Regions from separate parts of the Mus musculus genome. Here all the other regions are linked to region 3. The links are chromatin contacts, called in public Hi-C and promoter capture Hi-C maps. All regions are on one chromosome and are shown on one strand. Each heading gives the region's core, a stretch centred on a gene start, on an enhancer-like site or on the middle of the called end of the contact. The rest is flanking DNA. Distances are from core to core; before and after follow the strand shown. Region 1 has its middle 26 kb from the start of Il1r1. Region 2 has its middle 19 kb from the start of Pdcl3. Region 3 holds the start of D930019O06Rik (a long non-coding RNA gene).

Region 1 (3,852 bases), core at 676-3,175, 590 kb after region 3:
AGGGTCACCCAGGTGGTACTGGATTTGAAGGCATGAAGGGGTCATGCAAAGCAGCTGAGGCTCGGCACGGTGAGAGGCCATGGAAGGCCATTGGTGAAGGTGCAACCTTGGTTGCAATTAAAGACCCAGGATTGAAGGGGTCATGCAGTGTTTTGGAGATGCCAGTACCATGAGATGACCACCAAGAGCAGCAGCAGCAGTGGAGTACAGGCATCTGGAGCCTAGAGGACGACGCATGTGCTACAAAGGGCCTGGCTGGAGAAGTGACCCAAGCCCTTGGAGGAGCCCAGAAGATCGTGAGTTGGATCCCAGACATTGGACGGTTGGAGATTGACTTTTGCTTTTGATTGTGACTGTGCCCTGATATTTTCCCTCTTGAAGGAAGAAACTGTTTTAGTGGAGCCCACAGTTAAGAGACTTTTAATTGTAAAAAGACTTTGGATTTTAAAAGAGATGGATATTTTTAAGAATATGTAAAGACTGTGGGACTTTTAAAGTTATTTAGATCTTGGGGATGAATAAGATTGTAAGGGTTGAGGCTTACTAGTGATGGTTTTGTGTGTCAAGTTGACAAGGGGTCAATTGTACTGGCTAGTTTTGTGTCAACTTGACACAGCTGGACTTATCACAGAGAAAGGAGCTTCAATTGAGGAAATGCCTCCATGAGATCTAACTGTAAGGCATTTTCTCAATTAGTGATCAAGGGGGAAAGGCCCCTTGTGGGTGGGACCATCTCTGGGCTGGTAGTCTTGGGTTCTATAAGAGAGCAGGCTGAGCAAGCCAGAAAAGAACATTCCTCCATGGCCTCTGCATCAGCTCCTGCTTTCTGACCTGCTTGAGTTCTAGTCCTGCATCCTTTGGTGATCAACAGCAGTATGGAAATGTAAGCCGAATAAGCCCTTTCTTCCCCAACTTGCTTCTTGGTCATGATGTTTGTGCAGGAATTGAAACCCTGACTAAGACAGAGTGATACATATATTTTAAAGCAGAAGGGTAAAGAGAAAGAGTCAGCAAGCCTAGCATGCTAGATCAGTTGTCTGAGCTGCCTGGGAGGCAGAGAGAGCTCAGGGTGGTAGGCTTCAACTTTGGAGACTGAGATGAAGTTCAAGTGGAATTTGCTCAACAGTAGTTATTCAGCTAATCTGGGTTGCTAGGAGAATTGGAGGGTTTTGTTTCACTTCAATGGGAGAAAAAAGAAGCCCATGTTGGTTACACAGTTGGGATAGCCTCAGCATTGCATCGACAGGGTGGGTGTATGGTTTGGCTTTCAGTGCTGGACAGCCCCTCCCATCTCCTCATCTCTCATTTTCTCTAGCCTCTAACACATCCTATGCTCTTAAGTGTACTCCTCCGAAGCAGAAAGGCCTTGTTTTGCCCCAGTATCATCTTGGTGTTGCTAGCAATGGCAGCAAACCCCTGAAGACAGAAAGCAAAGTGATTTGGAGGTGGTTGGTTTGTTTGTCCCAAAAGGATTGAACAGTGCTGGGCTGTTGAGTCTTTGGGAAATATGGCAATGACTATTATTTTATTTTATTTTCTAGATATAAGGGGAAAAAAGAATAAGAGTTGGTCAGATTTGGGCATAAACAGAAAGTGATTTGTTTTAACTTTTAAATGTTTCTCAATATATTGTGAAGATTTTAATTATAAGAAAGTGCTTGGGTGGCAAAGGGGAGTAGAGAAAGAGAGGTTTTCTTATAGCTGCGGTCTCTCTCTCTCTCTAGCTAGATCTGGTTATTGATCACGTGACATTGTTTAGAAGTGGTAAAGGATACAAGAAAACAAAGAGGGTTCTGGAACCCCCTCTCCTGCCCGGGTTTGCTGCTCTCCATTGGTAACGAAAGGGTGAATCATGTTGTTGGTCTGATTGGTCTTGGGGATTATGACATTTTCGGTGCATAATTTGCATGTGGATAGCTTCTCACTTCTGCTTCCTTGTGCTCTGCTGTCAATTCATAATTCCCTTGTGACACTCATTTGGCTGGACTTGAAAGAATCTCATAGAAATGAGGAAGAAAAAGAAATCATGTTAAAAAGGTGGCGTTTCACCACACAAAGAATCGATCTACGTAAGGAAACAAAATACTGAAGAGTCTTAGGTATTTTCTCCTCTTGGAAGGCTATAGTTATAATGTGTCAGTTTCAAATATTGGGCAATACTATGCCATAACTACTCCCTGGGCAGGCTTGTGGAGCAGAGAGCTTCTAGCTGACTCCTCATCTCCAGGCTAGGAATTCCCATGACTGTGTCAAGGTTTTTTTTTTTTTTCATGGGTTTCGAGATGAAATTTTGGTCCCTGTGCTTGCTTGAGCCTCCCTAGTCCCCATTAACTCCTTGTTTTCTCATCAAGCTCTGTGACCAGTTTTGGATAAATAGTCATTTTTTTTCCTAGTTAGAGCACCCCTCAGATCATAGCACCTTCCCTGCCAGTCTTTGAGGTAACCATATAAGAACCCCCCCAAAAGCACTTACTATGTAATTAATATCTACCACGGCCAGCATTCCATTTATATTTTTGCCTTCACTTAGGATAGACGTTGTTATTCCCATGATCAGATGAAGAATTGGGTAAGACTGAGCAGGCACACTGGGCAGCACTGGCCATCTCCTCAGGCTTCTCCAACAAAAATTTCAGGCAGTTGAAGGGATATTCACCCAGGAGCAGTTAGTGCTTGGCTCTTTTGTTGACATCACAAAATAAAATAGATGCACTGTCGAATTTCTTTGGATTTCCTGGATCATGAAACTGTTGTTGACAGTTATTAATGGCCCAAAGAGGCACTTGTGACCTGCCATCCCTGATTGCCCTGAATGTTCCATACTTAATAATATATTTAGATTAATTTAGGTTTTATTCCAAGCCTGGAAAGTCCCCCTAGGAACACGTTATATGGATTTCTCTGAAACAGCCTTTGAGTGTGGAAATTGCGGGGCAGAAAACATTTACTCAGTCCCACCTTCCAGGCAAGCACTTGTTTCAAGAGTCAGCCTCTTTTATTAAGACCTTGGAAAACTACCAGAGTGGTTACCCCCTGAAGTTTCTTATCAAGATCAGACCAGAATGCACATATCATGTCTACCAAAGAAATTCCTCTATATCTCTACATATGCACAAGTACACATTAATACAGTTTCTCCCTGTACATAGCATTGGTCAACATTTCAACATCTTAGACTTTTCTGGCAGAGGGAAACATCTTTATTTTAGGAGACATAGGCAGACACCTTCATTCTACTTAAAAGTGGGGGCTGGTCCCCACCAAGATCAAGACATATTAAGAAATTTGAGACATTCAGCCTGCTCCCCATCGTTGGCAAGGGGAGGCTGATTGGTCATCCCCAAGAGGTGATGATTCTATGAATATTCATGAGCTAGGGTTGGGAGAGTCTGGGTGTTGAGCATGTCATAGGAAGCCTGCCTGACATGGACTCTTGAAGCCCCTTCCCATATACCTCTGTGTCTCAGCACTGGCCTGCGTATGTGTCCGTTGTCATCCTCTATCGTATGAGATCTCACTGAAAAGTTCTCCTGTGTTCTGAAGTTATCCTAGCAAAGTATAGAATATGAGAAGTTGTAGGGTCCTTGACTTGGGGCAGAGGAGGGTGACAACCTTGCTCTGGAAGTTGGCATTTGCAGCAGAGAAGGCTGCTTTTGAGACCAAGCCCTCTGATTATGGAGTCATTATTAACATTTGTCAGTGTCAGAACTGAACTGAATTGTAGAACACCCAGCTGGCGTCTGAGAAATCCTTGCAGTAGGATGAACATCTCCATGCATCTGGTCACACTGGATATGGACACGCAGAACAAAACAAAAACAAAACAAACTATTTTACACATGCATCTAACTT
Region 2 (3,685 bases), core at 931-3,430, 640 kb before region 3:
TCTCATGGCTCCCTGTCAGGGTTAGGCCTAATCTAGAAAAAACTTGAGGCAGCAGAAAAGAGTTAGGAAAAAATGGGACTGTACGAAAGGGTACCAGGTTTATTCTTTATTCATAGGATTGTGCCAGTGGGTGTGCAAATGGCTAAGGGAGCACAGAAAAGTCTGCTCCTAAGAGCTCCTTGGCCTCCAATGAGGGTCCTTGATGGCTACTCTCTTGCCTGTTCTCTTTTGGAGACAGCAGGCCTGCTGAGTAAGCACACAAGAATATGGGGCATGGGGACGGGAGAACTCAAATGTGTACCCAAATAAAAGGACTGCCAAGGGGGTTCACAGCTGAAGGCTGCATCACTGACTGTGTGATGCAAATTAGTGCCTGCTTGCCCGGGGCCTGCAAGAAATCAGGTCAGGATCATGAGGCTTCCAGAGGCTGGTCTGAAACGTGCCTAATGAAGCTGGCCTCTCCCTAAGACCGTAGGCAGGCAGGAGGGAGATTTCGGTTAAGGGATGCAAAATAGGTGGATTTCCCCAGAGCCTCAGATCACAGCCCAGGAAGGATGCACAAGACATCCCCTCAGGCCATGAATAGCTTTGGGTTGAAAGATCTGATCAGCAGCAAGTGAGTGGTGAGGTTTCAGACCTGCACTCTATAGCTCTTTGCCCTCAGTTTAAAGCTCTCTACTGCTTGGCTCGGTCACGGTCACGTGCTTCCACTCGGTGGGTGGCTTCAGTTGAGCTTTGGTTTGCTCTACTGTACAATCTGAACTTCTTTGTGTGGACTTCGCAGGGCTGTAAGAAAAAGAAGTGTTAGGATTAAACTACAAACTAATGTATATCCTGCCTTGAAAGGGGTCTCCTGTTCAGGAAGGGACTAGTAAATTTATAAGTCAAGCCTGGCTACTACCGTTGCCCAACAAGCCCCCATGAACCTGGCTTTATAAACAGCACTGCTGCTATCGGATCAACAGATTCCATGGCTTGTCTACACTTGTATGAGCCTTAGTGGGGGAAGAGGCTGGTAGGGACTGAAGGGGCCAGACCTGACTCGTCCATCCTTCTAAAGCTTGAGCCAGGCTAAAGTGGTTAGAAGCTGGATGCATGGGGACTATTGGATAGCTTTGCATTTTGTGGGATATAAGAGGGAAGGTCCCTAGTGGAAGTTGTGTGTGATGTGTTTATAAAAAGGTAAAGAGGTCTAAGATATGTTATATGGGGGTGTGGTGAGGTATGGGGGGAGGGGTGCCTCGGTGGGCCCATGCCAAGGCATCCATCCCTTCCCCCTTAGGGACTAGTAACACGACAGTATAGTATAGAATAGAGCTTATTCAGGGCTTGGGGGAGGAGTTAAGAGGGTAGTAGAGGCGGAGAAAGGAGGGGGAGGGGAGAAGGAGGAGAGGAAGAGAGGAAGAGGAGAGGAGGGGGGAGGGGGAGGGAGAGGGGGAGAAGAGGTGGGCCATGGCCATGAGCACTTGAAGAGAGGGGAAAGGGAAGGGAGAAGGGAAGAGCCCAAGAGGTCAAGAAGGAAGCAAGACTAAGCAAGAGGCAAGAGAGGGAGGAGGCAGGAAGCAGCCCTTTTTATAGTGGGTGAGGCCTACCTGGCTGTTGCCAGGTAACTGTTGGGTGGAGCTTAGACAGAATGCTAACAGTGTGGCCTCGGTGACATGCTAGAGCTTAAACTTTCAATATAGTCAAGCTCCAAGGGGTAGGGGCACCCACTTCTCCATGGCACTTGGGATGTTGGAGAACTCAGAGGTCCCATCAGCGTCATGTCACCATACATGTGGCAGATCTGCAACCCTCAGGCTTGTCCTGAGGAGAGAATAGCCCAGGTGGACTTTCAGTTGCAGCTGGGCAGCCTGACTAAGGGCTTGTCTAAGCACCAGAGAGCTCCCCGTTCTGAGCTGAGCCCAGCTGCTGAGCCCCGTTTCCTGGACTCAAGTGCTGAGCCAAGGATGTTAGCAGAATAAGATTGCCAGCCCGCCTGCGCCCCATTGTGTTAATTACAGGCTGTTATTTCATGTTAAGAATCCACAACAAGATTAAGGGCACTGTCATCTTAAAAGCCAAACCGTGACCTCAAAAACTCATCAGTGAATGAGAGGACAAATATTCCTGTAGTGCTGGTTAAAAATAGGAGCGGTGGAGAGAGCGAGAGGGAGATGGATGCCATTAAGAGGTAATTACATTTACTGTAAATGGGAGCCTGGGGAAGGAGCTATTCTAGGCAGGAAAACCCGTGACACAGGAAACCCAGCAAGGCCACTTGCTGATTGATGGCCGTGTGCTTTCTGAATCAGCTTTGCCTATGGGGTGAATGGTGTTACCACTGTGCCTAGTGCCCTGGGCCTGAGTGGAGGTGCTTGCCAAAAAACTGTGTTTCCCAAAAAGGGAAATGGGAACCGTGTAGTCCACTCCGAGTCTCAGAATGCAACTTCTCTGTGGTTCACAGTTCCAATGTCCTTCGTTCCTCAGTTGCCAGGCATCATCTGATTGGACAAGGTAGAATTTATTATTGCCTTTGAGTGAAACTAATTTTCATTCGAGTTGAGGTCCACAAAGGCAGGCAGTTCTGGTTCGTGCGCAGCAGTGGATATCTGCAGGGCCCTGTGCAGAGACATGTTGGCTACATGTGAATGTGTAGCCTGAAGTCTGTGCAAGTCTCACATTTTACCAGCTGAGAAGACTCAGGGTTCCTTCTGGGCCAGTGTTTATGTTAATAATCATAGAATTACATCATCACATCTGAAACTGAGCTAGGACAGTATAGGGTAAGTGATCTGCTATATCATTATTTATTTCAAGTTATTGACTTCATAAATAAAAGTTATTACTCTATGGGGAGCAAATTATTTCAGGTGCACACACACAGATACACAAACCTTGGCTTTGATAACATGCTATGCCTTTGTCTTCTTAGTCAATTGCTTTTTCCTTATACCCTCATTTTCTCCTAACTCTTCATACTATGTTAGTTTCTGCTGAGCCATCCCTAGACAGTCTTGCTTCTACTTTAATGGTACACATGATTTTAAGCATCTATTAATTTATAAAATCTAAGAATCAATAAGACTGGCTTAATTCACTTAATACAGCTATCTCCAACAGTGTCTGTTTTCCTATAAACAATAAAACATGGTTAACCTTTTTACTGGCTAGTTTTGTGTCAACTTGACACAGCTGGAGTTATCACAGAGAAAGGAGCATCAGTTGGGGAAATGCTTCCACTAGATCCAGGTGTAAGGCATTTTCTCAATTAGTGATCAAGGGGGAAAGGCCCCTTGTGGGTGGTGACATCCCTGGGCTGGTAGTCTTGGGTTCTATAAGAGAGCAGGCTGAGCAAGCCAGGGGAAGCAAGCCAGTAAGTAACATCCCTCCATGGCCTCTGCATCAGCTCCTGCTTCCTGATCTGCTTGAGTTCCAGTCCTGACTTCCTTTGGTGATGAAAAGCAATTTAGAAGTGTAAGCTAAATAAACCCTTTCCTCCCCAACTTGCTTCTTGGTCATGATGTTTTGTGCAGGAGTACAAACCCTGACTAAGACAATACCTCTATCCACATGATCCAGGCAATGGCCTACCATTGAGGCAAGGAGATCATTTCTTGTAGCAGATCCTTTGCCCACTGATATCTCTCAGCCACTCATAGGTCGAGACTGTGCCATCTCTCAGGAGGCAACAGTGATGGTTTCT
Region 3 (3,780 bases), core at 135-2,634:
AAGTGTAAATGTCTACCGGAGTGTGGATGGCGTTCCTCTTCCACACCCACTTGGTGTGGGAGGCGGTGCCAGAGTCTGTCTGCAGGACTGTCGGAGCCTGCAGGGAGCTGGGAGCTGGATGCGCCTCATCTGTGATTCCAAAAGCGATCCTGCCTACGTTCCAGGTTTCCAGCTTGTCACTGTTTATCTGATCATCTCTTTGGCCATTTTAGTACACAGGGATTCAATCACTAACCACGAGACTGTTTCCCAGCTTCTCCTTCCTCCCCACTCACATGCACTTGGCCAGATGGACCGACCCATGCACACGCTGGTTCCGTTATTCACAGGGCATTCACAGCCTATGAACCTGTGAAACCGGAGTCGCCCTGCGTCCTGGAAGGGAGACGCGCACCGCCCCCGCGTCCCGACCTCTGGCTTACCTTTTCGTGGGTGGACACAGTGGCCAGACAGCCCCAGGAGCTAGCGTGGGCTAGGGAGCGGGCGGTGCCGGCATGCACCCTGGGGCCAGGGGATGCCTCAGATGAGCCGCTCTCCCGCCGGTAGGAGAACATGCCACGCGCGGCCGGTGCGGGCCTGGCGCGGGCGGAGCCCCGAGGTCGCAGGTGCGTGTCCTCCTTGTGCGCCGAGGCCGGAAAGCTCTGCTGCCAGATGCTACTCGAGTCCTCCAGCAGCGCGGGCAGCGCCTCCTCAGTGGATGCACTGTCCAGCTCCTCATCTACCTCGTTGGTGACAGCCCAGGACACGGAGCTCACGATCACGTAGCCGGCGGCTGGGGACAACAGGGCGCTGCAGCATAGCAACCAGGACAGGCGACTCCCTGGCCAAGCAGGACGCTCCCTGCCGGACAGCGACATCTTCTTGGAGGCGACGCGCCCTGTGGCGGGGACCACTGACCAAGCAGCGGCCAGCCAGGGGCGCCCCCCTGCGGCGGAGCGTGCGTCGGAACCCTTCTCCTCGTGATAGGATTCCCGGGTTGAGGGTCTCCAATCAGTCCGGGGGCCGGGGTTCCCTATTGCCTTACACTCCCGTAAGAAGCGAAGTCTGCTGCACGACCAGAGTCCCCTGCGTCCACCGCCGCTGCTGGGCGCAGAGTCCACGCGTGTCTTGGTTTTCCGCAGGATGGCAAGCGTTTTGCAGCCAGAGGGTGGGCGTTCACAGCTCAGGCTCAATGCACTCCTCCGCTCGTCAGCTGTGCGACTCTACCAAGCTGATTAACTTCTCTGAGCCAACAAGAAGGGCATCACCAGGCTCAGTTATTGCACCCCATCACCTCCGCAGAACCGGGAACCACAATACACCCACATCTTCCATCACTCACCCAGTCAGCAGTGTCCTGCGGTTAGCGACACAGACTAATAGAACTTTATTGTTGTTGGGTGTTTTGTTTTGTTTTTTGTTTTTTGTTTTTTTTTTTTGTTTTTTTGTTTTTGTTTTTGTTTTTTTTCGAGACGGGGTTTCTCTGTATATCCCTGGCTGTCCTGGAACTCACTCTGTAGACCAGGCTAGCCTCGAACTCAGAAATCTGCCTGCCTCTGCCTCCCAAATGCTGGGATTAAAGGCGTGTGCCACCTCTGCCCGGCTTAATAGCGTATTTTAAAAACCATCTTGTTCCAGTAAGAAGTTTAATAGATATCAAAATAACTTCAAAGTAATTATAATTTCTTACCTGTTCTTATGATATCCAGTCTTTGTCCCACCATGGAATATTTTCTATCGCTTATATTCCTAAAATGCAAGAGTCCTGCACTAACTGGTTCTATAAGAAAGTATCTTGAAATGGGATTTGAGTTTTTCCTACATGTCTTCACTGTGCCCTGCTGTGAAACTCCTGTGACTCTTCCTGGATGCCTGGATGTCAGCTGTGAACACAGCTGGTCTCTTTCTCTTTGCATGGGAACTTCTTGTCTCTCCCTGGATGCCCCTGGCTGCTCTTTCTCTCTCTCTCCCCTCCCCACCCCCCACCCCACAACCCCTTCTCTGCTCTCCGTCTGCTTTGAAACATTGATGGTGTCTTCAGTTTCTCCCCAAGACATCTTGTTTACTCTCATGGCTTCTGCTGTTATCGGCTGCTGCTCTCTCCCCAGCTTCACAGACCCTCTTATCCCCTGTTTAGGGGAAAGATGTGTTCCATGGTCTTGAGAGGCACAATGGGGAGTCATGGAAATACTACACACTGCAGCCAGGTATGATGGCACACACCTGTTATCTATCCTAGCACTCGACAGGTGGAGGCAGGAGATTCAGGAGTTCAAGGTCAGACTTAGCTAGGTAAGCAAATTTGAGACCAGCCTAGACTACATGAGACACCACCTCAAGATCCACCATAAAAACCAACAACTCCTCCTCCCTGAAATACAAATTAAAAATAATCCAGATCTTGTCCTATCATGTTCTGATTGTGGGATAGTGGCATGTCACTGTTGCCTCTACAAAATGGGGACGGTTACATCTCCCCCACCGGGGTTTGGGTGTCAAGCCTGACATCTCTAGTTTCAGGGGAGAGCTTATCCTCAGAGGAAAAAGACGATGAATGTTTCAACCTCAGGAAAGGAAAAGGGATTGAACTGATATGTCAGTGTGGGGAGAGGACCTGCAGATGGTAATCTCAGTTCCTCTGTGGCTCTCACGGCAGGATCAATCCACCTTCTCTTTCCTCATGCCTGAGTTGGCCAGCTATGGCAGAGGCATGTGCCTCCTCTGCTGGAATGAGTTCAGCTGTAGAACCTCAGAGGAGTCCCACAGATCTCTTTTATTTCTATGGGTATCGAGATGTTGTATTGTAAAAGCTAGAGAGGGTATATTTGTACAGATTCACACGTCACTCCCGTGGACCTGTTAGAGGTCAAGACGTGGACTTGAGTGTATTTAACTTTGCTAGTTAATTCTGTGTAAAAAGTTGTTATGGGATGTCAAACTGGCTTAAACGCCAATTATACTATCAGAGTGTAAGAGCTCCTATTTTCTTCATTCTTATCTATTTAGATTATTGTCAGATTAAGAGACGTTATTGGCTCTTACCCATGTCTGGGAGAAGGGCAATGATAGGTACTCATTGACTTATTTGCTTTAACTTGATCACCAGTTGTATTAGCTGCCTTTTCTTCACTATGACCAAATTACCCAACACAGCAATGAAAGGAGGAAAGGTTTATTTTGGCTCCAGAATTAGTAGGATTTGGCCCATCATGGCAGGAAGGGCACAAGGCACAGAGAGGTTCATGTCGTGGCACATCAGGAAGCAGAGAGAGGGGAATTCTAGTGTTACCCTTTCCCCCATTTATTCCCTCAGACACACGCAGAGCTGTGCCTCGCCATCTTCTAGATGATTCTGCATCCAGTCAGATTGACAATTAAGGCCACATCACTGGAACAGGTTGTTTTCTGTTTAAGGATGTTGGCTCCTCACCCCACCACGGTGAGAGGCACAGCATCAAAGCTCTCCTCTTCACCATGGGTAAGAGGTCAGCTCAATACTATGCACCTTGCTGCGCATGCATCTGTAGAACATTGGTGTCCTGCCATCCTCCAAACATCAGCTTCCTGTTTCCTTAGCTCAGCCTCTGACAGGCATCACATTGCCTTCTGTTTTGATGAATTTGACCATTTTCATGCCTCAGACAAATTCAATCCTGCAGAGGACTGGCTAATTTCCTTCTTTCAAGGTTCACCCATGTTGTGGCATCTGACAGGGTTTTCTTCTTTTAAGAATAATATTCCACATTATTTGTGTGCTGATTTCTATCATTTGTCTATCAGTGAACATTTCAGCTGTTTCCA

What was found. Promoter capture Hi-C pulls out the DNA fragments that hold promoters and counts their contacts. A called contact is a pair of places that touch in the nucleus more often than the background predicts.
Region 1: a promoter capture Hi-C map of the C10 cell line shows a contact between it and region 3, with 4 times the contacts expected there. The contact joins the enhancer-like site here to the promoter of D930019O06Rik in region 3. A contact is called at or near these places in 4 of 39 promoter capture datasets (the 3T3-L1 cell line, the C10 cell line, hippocampal neurons and 1 more) and 2 of 9 other capture datasets (adipose tissue and embryonic stem cells).
Region 2: a contact with region 3 is called in a Hi-C map of the N1E-115 cell line, with 5 times the contacts expected there. The contact joins the enhancer-like site here to the promoter of D930019O06Rik in region 3. A contact is called at or near these places in 14 of 39 promoter capture datasets (the 3T3-L1 cell line, 3T3-L1-derived adipocytes, the C10 cell line and 9 more), 8 of 484 Hi-C or Micro-C datasets (the N1E-115 cell line, Sertoli cells, bone marrow-derived macrophages and 4 more), 1 of 115 datasets of contacts at active chromatin or transcription factors (bone marrow-derived macrophages) and 4 of 9 other capture datasets (adipose tissue, embryonic stem cells, liver and 1 more).

The regions. Positions count from the first base shown.
Region 1 is chr1:40,238,701-40,242,552 of GRCm38.p6, forward strand. It overlaps a transcript of Il1r1 not described here. Among named protein-coding and RNA genes, the nearest start is that of Il1r1, 26 kb to the right of the region's middle. Within about 2 kb of position 1,926, at least 30 of the 459 cell types and tissues checked have an H3K27ac peak or open chromatin away from gene starts, as enhancers often do.
Region 2 is chr1:39,005,446-39,009,130 of GRCm38.p6, forward strand. No RefSeq gene overlaps it. Among named protein-coding and RNA genes, the nearest start is that of Pdcl3, 19 kb to the left of the region's middle. Within about 2 kb of position 2,181, at least 24 of the 459 cell types and tissues checked have an H3K27ac peak or open chromatin away from gene starts, as enhancers often do. A contact at or near this core is called in the HPC-7 cell line and the N1E-115 cell line, where this site is marked.
Region 3 is chr1:39,650,084-39,653,863 of GRCm38.p6, forward strand. It overlaps D930019O06Rik (a long non-coding RNA gene), which reads left to right and starts at 1,385. Exons shown (of 2, transcript XR_001778897.2): 1 at 1,385-2,186. Creg2 (cellular repressor of E1A-stimulated genes 2) reads right to left here and starts at 1,099. Exons shown (of 4, transcript NM_170597.4): 1 at 423-1,099. The coding sequence starts at 857.